Regions from separate parts of the Drosophila melanogaster genome. Here all the other regions are linked to region 1. The links are chromatin contacts, called in public targeted proximity ligation maps. All regions are on one chromosome and are shown on one strand. The core of a region is the stretch at or near the end of the contact, and the rest is flanking DNA. Distances in the headings are between cores, read along the strand shown. Region 1 holds the start of Tim17b (Translocase of the inner mitochondrial membrane 17b). Region 2 holds the start of Alg-2 (Apoptosis-linked gene-2). Region 3 holds the start of CG41099.

Region 1 (2,700 bases), core at 174-2,673:
CGAACGCGAAATTTTATAATTATTCTGGGATATCGACAGATAGTGGGGAATAACATAAGAAAAAATTGTGGGAATGGGTGTGGCAAAAAGTTTTTTAGCAAATCGATATATAATTACACAACTAATAAAATTATGAAAGAATATCTAACAATTTTGATTGTTTGTTTGATTGTTTGATCGTTTCTGAGCTTATAGGGCGTTATTGTAGGCGTGGCAAAAAGTTGTTTGGCAAATCGATAGAAATTTACAAGACTAATATATATGTGACAATCCTTAACACAGTTTTCAAAAGTGTGGGCGTGGCAGTTTTGTGTGGGCTTTAGAGTGGTCGTGGCAACATGGGTCAACAAACTTGCGCTGCGTCTTTGTCTTTACAATATGTCTGCTTAATCTCAACCTACGGACAAAGGGACATGCCAAGGTCGACTAGGCTCTTGATCCTGATCAAGAATATATGTAATATGAATGTAATTTTTATTTATTATTTCAAAGCTAAGTTTAAGAGTATTGACAAATGTGTAATATTTGAAAAAATAAACAACACGCAACAATACTTCCGCTATCAACGACTGTCCGACTTGACAAATCGTTTGTGAAAAACCGACCGACTTATTCGCTTTTCCACAACTCTTGACTTATGCGCGTTCTTTTCGAATTTTCTTTTGCAACTTTTTCTACTTGACTTCTTGGTGACGACTCACCTCTATCTTCATGATCAGCAACTTCTTCTTCGATCATTCCAGCCAACTGCTCTCCTCATCCTATCGATAGTTTCTGCAGAGTTGTCACCATCACTATCATTGTTTACATATATGCATGTACTTTATATAGTCGGAAACACTTCCTTCCGCCTGTTACATATTTTTCAAAGAGTCTAGTGTAATCTTTTTTTATAGCTTTTTTTTTCTTATTTTTTATTATTTTGTGTGTAAGTAATATAAACTAAAAAATTAACAAACCAAAATTTTTTTTTGGAGCGAAGGAGCTAATCCAGCTTAATTTAAACTTATTTTCATTTAATTGAAGGCCTGTCAAAATACTTATGCCATACAAAAAATAATCACATTTCATTAAGTTGTTTATAACTTTTTAAGTTTCAATAAAAAAATGTTCGTTTGTTAATTTTTAAGTTTATATTACTGACACACAAATAAATAAAACATAATCAATACTACCATGTCAAGCCATTTAAAAGTTTCACTGACAAATGTGCAGCGTTTATTTTGTCAAAATACTTATGCCGGCTAGTGTATATTGCTGATGTATTGCCGGTGCTGCTATTTTTAGTTATGCCACACCGCCGCCTTAATGCTCCACTTCTATTGCGCTCCTAACCACCATGTTAGAAAGCCACTAATAAGAATATTTATTAAGGACCACTAAGAGCTGAATTTGCTGTTTCATTTTATATCGTTTCAAACATAACATTAAGTCGCTGCTGCGATATTAACTCATGAATCAAATTCAATTATGTTTTAACCCTGCGTACGATTTTAATCATTTCAATTCAAAGCAAAAAAGAAAATGTAATTAAATACACGTGAATATAATGCACATAGCTTCTATTGGACTTATTTCAACGTAATTTAATATGGAGGAATACGCTCGGGAACCTTGCCCTTACAGAATAGTTGATGATTGTGGTGGCGCATTTGCGATGGGTTGCATAGGGGGCGGAGTATTTCAAGCAATAAAAGGATTTCGAAATGCACCTTCTGGCTTAAATAGAAGATTGGTAAGAATTTTACTATATATTGTGTAATAGTATATAATTAAAGACTGTAGCGTTCTTAAATTCATTAACAGTATTTAATAAATTTAAAAAATTGTTCTTTAGGTGGGAAGCATAATTGCTATAAAAACACGGTCACCCGTTATAGCAGGCAATTTTGCTGTCTGGGGTGGTATGTTCAGTACCATTGATTGTACCCTTGTCCACTTTCGAAAAAAAGAAGATCCGTGGAATTCGATTATAAGTGGCGCTGCAACTGGAGGAATATTAGCCGCTCGAAATGGTACGTCTTGTAAATTTACAAAAAAAGTTCATATTCAAAAGCCTGGAAAATCAAATTCAGAATGAATGTTCAACAATATTTTTATATTCTAAATGTTTTCCGTAATCGGAAGAATAAGAGAGTGAACTATCAAGAACTTAGTTTACATAAAAAATATAAGTTACATGCATTTTTTTGACAAAGTTGCTCGTAATTTGTCTAGATTGTCGTTACAGGAGGTTATCCAAATGAATATTTTAATAAGTTGATTAAAAAGATAATTGACATCTTCAAGAATTAATTAAATTATTAGGCGGCGACCGACGAGAGACGAAAAAAAATGCGTTTGCGCTTGACCATTTCAATCTTCAACATACACTAGTGGGCATAAAAACTTAGGCAAGAAATATATCAATATATTTGTTTGTAACTCATTGTTTACTTAAAGGAAAATTGTTTAATAATTTTAGTAAATAGGTAGACTATCGTAGTTAAATTAGGTAACATAAACATATGGATAACTTCATTGTTGATTTAACAAATTTTTTTTACACATTAGCAGTGTCATAAGTATTTAGACAATTTTTTTTTTAATGTTATAAATTGAAAAGAAAAAAGTCAACTAAAAAATTATAACAAATTGATAAAAAAAAATATACCCTCCCTCAGCGTCTATCACATTTTAGCTATGCTCCTTTTAGTTCTT
Region 2 (2,700 bases), core at 126-2,625, 110 kb before region 1:
GTTTTAACTCCTCCCCCTTTAAGACCTGCGTCCCACAGGTTAAGTAGCCTTGGTCTGTCCGGAGGCAACGGGCGGATGCGAGATCACGGTGATATTGCCTGGTTTCCTCCACAGGAAACACAAGAGAGAAAAGGTGAGCAGAGCCAATTCTGCCTCCGTTAGGAATGACCTCGGCCATCTTTTCCAAGTTCTTTAAACTCACGTCATGTTCGTACTCCAGAGATAGCTGGTAATCGTTGGCTGTTACTTGTGTTAGGACGGCCGGCAATGCCATCCTGTAAATTTGTATCGATTTGCCAAAAAACTTTTTGCCACGCTCACTCTATCGCCCAAAAGTCGACCAGCCAGTCATGCCCACACTTTGGAACAATGTTATATCCCCGATGATAATGTTCCAATTGGCTCAATTACCTGACACGCTTCGTCTGCCTTAGTTTGGGTTTGACACAAACGTACAAAATTTTTATTCCTCCATTTAAAAAATTTTTTGAACTATGATTTTAAATTTCATTTTTTGCTTTACCAGTTTCTAATGAAATGGCAAAATAAATCGTCACCTAAAAATTTAATAAATAGTTTAATATATTAAAGCTTAACAAAGAAACAAATATTTTTAAATTTCTACAGCTCTCTCCCCCTAGATGAGTATCGGGTATCTGATACTCCAAAAATTCTACTCTGGTTTCGTGTTTTTATATAATATTATTCTAAATTCTTACTAAATAGTGTCACTGCAGGTGCACAAATTGTATTGGATTGGGCACTGGGCCATAATGATTATGCTTACATATGTAATTATTAATACGGCTATTTTAATCACTTAAAAAGAATAATTTTAAATTTTGTAAAAAAAAATTTTGTATGTGTTTTTGACTTTGATCAAAGAGTCAAAGAGAGTGTTTTCGTGCTGTAGCGAAATTGAAGCGAAAGTGTTTTCTGTAGCATTCTTAAAGGTCTACCTGTGGGTGGTTAATCTGCAGTTTAGTTGTGCCATATAAATAGCTGAAGGTTAGGGAAAAAAGTTTCGTTATATATGCGTTTAGGTGTTTTATTCTATATCTATATATTTACTCTCCTAAAACAGAAGAGGGATTTTCCGTTAGCTAATCCATTAGTCAATTTTAAAAATTGGTTACGGAAAAGCGATTTTTTAACAGACCTATTTCCTTTTAATTACATATCTTAAATCTTAAAACTATGTCAAAACTTGTTGAGCTAGCTTACTAATGGCGATATAAATAATCTATATCATATATTAGAATTAAATCTCTCAACTGTTGTCTGTGCGAATAGTCTATAATGAAACATTTAGGTCTGTTGGAATATGGTATAATTAAAATTGTCAAATTATTGCACATTGATATTAATCAAAAATTGTATGTCCTCAAATAAACGATAACAGTTTTATTCTGCAAAGTTTGCACTGTAACAAACCAATTGTATCCACCAATGGCCTACAATCATGATGGTATGCCAGACCAGCAATTTCTTTGGGATGTTTTTCAAAGGTAACAGTCACAGAATAAATACTTCTAACTAGCGATAAAGCGACTTTTTTTTAGAGTGGATAAAGATAGGAGTGGTCATATATCCGCAGATGAGCTACAAGTGGCCCTTTCGAATGGTACCTGGTCTGCATTTAATCCGGAGACTATCCGTTTGATGATTGGAATGTTTGATCGTGAAAATAAAGGGACTGTGTCCTTTAAAGATTTTGGAGCGTTGTGGAAGTATGTGACGGATTGGCAAAATTGTTTTCGATCCTTTGATCGTGACAATTCTGGAAATATTGACAAAACTGAGCTGAAAACAGCACTGACATCATTTGGTTATCGTTTATCTGACCACCTAATCGACGTCTTACTACGAAAATTTGACCGCTTTGGGCGTGGTACAATTCTTTTCGATGATTTTATTCAATGTTGTATTGTGCTGTATGTAAGTATGACTGTTATTGCAATATATGAGTACAAGGTAGCTGTTGGCTCTAGAGATTTTCGCTGTCTGGCTTATGAAAAAATTTTTGAGATAGCTTTGAAGCCAGCACGAAAAAATTGTATGGCGTTTCGGGTTTTTTCTAATGTCTTTGCAAACAAACGCTCACCACTTATAAATATGTCAGAACGCTATAGTCGAGTTCTTTACTACCAGTTACTCAGGTAGTGGGAGTGCACGGGAGGTATGCTAATCATCAGATACCCATTACTTCGATTGGGGGTGTGCAAGTTGGAGAAGTTGGAGATATTATAGCAATGCTTTTCCCATTGTTATGCTCGCTAAGGATGTGTAAAGTTTAGCTGAGAGTGCTTATGTCTATATTTCCTATTATTGATTATATTCATATATAAGTTGTTGTCGTTTCCCGTTGTTGGCGCATTTCCCTCTATGCCATCCTTTTTATACCTTTTACTCGTAAACGGGTAGTATACCCGTTCGTTCGTTGAGAAGTATGTAGTGGAAGCGGTTTCGACCCTATAAAGTGTGTATATCCCTGATCAGAAACACTAGTATAAACGTTGTGAACTAGTGATTCTAGCAATCCCACAAAGCGGCTAAAGCGTCCACAACTTTACTTATTTCTATCAATATCTAAATACACATCTTTTAAGCTATGATAGGCAAGGTAATTTACCATAGCATTCTAATTTGTTATACCCGTTACTCGTAGAGTAACTAGTGATTCTAGCAATGCTTACGCAG
Region 3 (2,700 bases), core at 105-2,604, 110 kb after region 1:
TATCAGCTGCACCCGGAAAGTTTTGGGATAATTATAAATAGAGCGACTCTCAGCTGAACGTGATTTCCTCTGATGGCCTAGACCCGGCTAGAGTTTCCGTTTTATTTCTTTTCTAATCAAATCGTCGTGGAGTCAAGTTGTGAAAAGTTCGTTTTCTTGTAAAATGAGAATATGAAGTTATTTTTAAATTAAATTTTATAAGGCTTTACAACAAGTTATAAAAATATGTACCCAAGAAGAAGCAATAGTTTACATCACTTTTGTGTTTTTATTTAATTTTATATAAATTGAATTTTTTTAATTATTAAATATTTTTTATAAGCTAACCTAATCTAATATTTTTTCCAAGATGGATACATTTTCAGAGAGTGCGCGTCTAAATTTTCGCGTTAAATTTGAAATAAAAAGTCTGTTTAAAGTCGTTTGATTCGAAATTGGAGTAAGAGTATCTGTGTGTTCGTACATTTTCAAAGTATTCGTGTAAAATGCCACGCTTTTATTTCAGCTCATATGCGCCGGGAAATCGATCGTTTGCCGAGGATTAAAAATTTGAGTGAATTTTATTAACATATAAGATGTAAATTGGATATAACACACACAACACACTGAGGGAAATTACGAAGAGAAGTTAAGCAAAAAAAATTTATTTTCCAATTATACACCGGGGAATATCATGGAAGCTTAATAAACAAAAGTAAATTACAATTTTTTTATGTTGAATATATAATGAACATATATGTATAATGAACAACGATGTATGTATATAAGAAACTTGTGTACTCAAACACTCAAGTTGCCTGCGAGCAACGGTTAATTCCTTTTTGAGTGTTTTCGCTACTAATCGGCGATCACTCTTTGCCTGTGTGCAGCAAGTATACATAATTTGAATTCAGTTACAGTTACAGTTAAACACGTTTAATATTTTAAATTTATTTTAGAACTTGGGTTTCCATATGATTTAAAAAATTCTAATGAACAATTTATTGGACTTAAATAACATTGCGGAAGTTAACAATAAAATATTAAGTAAAATCTAACCGAATTTACTCGAGACCGACTGTCTTACGTTTTTATATTTTTTTGATGAAGGATACTGATTTGAAAAAATAATAATTTATGAAACAAGAATATAGTGAAAAAGAACAACACTGAAAAAAACTGAAATATGGGAAATATGCCGGATTTTAAAGCGTGCACCCGCCAATACAGGTGCGCTTGCCTTCCATCATCAATCTATTTCGTTAAACGTTACATATCTTAGATTTCGAGGACGGTAGTACGTTCAAAAAAAAAAATGATTTGTGTCAGAACGCTTTGGACTGGATAAATTCATAGTATGGACAGGGCTGATACTAACAGTTGTAATTATCGGGTCTTATAACAGTGAGCTATACCACACTACATTCGGAACCAACTCAAGACCGAACATACAGCTGCGATTAAATCAATACTAAGAGCAGCGGGTGCATTTCGTGAAGAAACTCGTATTTTATAATAATTTGTGCCCACATATCTGATGGGTATGTTATGAAAACAGGTATCTGTTCGGCCACAATTGTTGCGAAAATACATATGTACATATATTTTTATTTGCCTTCCATCCTAGACAGCATATGCATTCACATACGAGCGATGTATTTGGGAGAAGCGTGTCCTTTAATCTTTAAATAAAAACTAATAATTCAGTACGACTCTTTGCCTACCAATTATATGATTCATTTTCATAATGTCCGCTCATCCCTGAGCGGATAATGAGTTTGGATGAGCCGAAGTCAGCTAAATGGCCGACGCTCACCGATTTTTTCTCGCATGATCTCTACGTAAATTTATTGCCGAAAAGATAATAAACTGCAGGCCTTGTTGTTGAGATATGGTCTCATATATTGACCATGGTCTATTATATGTCCGTATTTCACGTGTTCAACTGTGTAGGTGCCTTTTTAAGAGCCAAATGAAATGCTCATCGATTACAATAGAAAGTTTGTCATAGAAATAGTTACTACTTTATCTGGAAGCTTACAAAAAGTGCACACTTTCATCTCACCTTGTTTAAAGGTTTTTGGTTTGATATTAGAAGTTATAATAATGACATCGTTAGTATAAACATTGGTGCACGTCAAAATATTTTTGGCAAATGGAGGTGGATGCCACATGGATGTTAGATAGTGCGAAGACTTAGTTGTCGTTTAAGCATACTCCCTATACATATTAGAGTTTAAATGGAACTAAAATACCTTTTTGAAAGCGTAATCCATTCACTTATCAATTAAAAAGGCCTACAATTTCTACCTTCATACCTTTTTTGACGGACATGGAGACTCTAATCTACTCTAACTAACTAATTCCCAGAAATGCTTCAGTAAGCAATCCCTTCTTCTAGATGTATTCTTCCCAGTCTTCTAGATGTATTCCATATATTATCTATGTAGATATAATATTTCTTTCAAAGAAAGGGAAGTGTTCCCAAAAAATATAACAAAATCCCGGTTTAATAAATATTTCATTTTTTTTATTTAATCACAAGTGTACAAATTTCAGTATCAGTAGCCGTGTTAATATATTACCAGGGTATACCAGGGTATAAATAAACATCTGCATGACAATGATAATTAATAATAACAACATAAAAATATAAATATAAAAATACATAATAAATATAAGCATCTATTTACATATGTACCTGTTTAATGCTGTTAAGCT

The links.
Region 2: a contact with region 1 is called in a targeted proximity ligation map of the S2 cell line, with 5 times the contacts expected there. A contact is called at or near these places in 8 of 107 Hi-C or Micro-C datasets (the Kc167 cell line, the OSC cell line, the S2 cell line and 2 more) and 3 of 7 datasets of targeted methods (the Kc167 cell line and the S2 cell line).
Region 3: a contact with region 1 is called in a targeted proximity ligation map of the S2 cell line, with 4 times the contacts expected there. A contact is called at or near these places in 4 of 107 Hi-C or Micro-C datasets (the Kc167 cell line, the OSC cell line and the S2 cell line) and 1 of 7 datasets of targeted methods (the S2 cell line).

Annotation. Positions count from the first base shown.
Region 1 is chr3R:3,733,432-3,736,131 of dm6, forward strand. Tim17b (Translocase of the inner mitochondrial membrane 17b) reads left to right here and starts at 1,424. Exons shown (of 3, transcript NM_001015401.3): 1 at 1,424-1,735; 2 at 1,838-2,015. The coding sequence starts at 1,592.
Region 2 is chr3R:3,621,768-3,624,467 of dm6, forward strand. It overlaps Alg-2 (Apoptosis-linked gene-2), which reads left to right and starts at 1,376. Exons shown (of 3, transcript NM_001110989.3): 1 at 1,376-1,508; 2 at 1,563-1,938. The coding sequence starts at 1,450.
Region 3 is chr3R:3,845,375-3,848,074 of dm6, forward strand. It overlaps CG41099, which reads left to right and starts at 1,355. Exons shown (of 7, transcript NM_001110981.2): 1 at 1,355-1,520. The coding sequence starts at 1,517.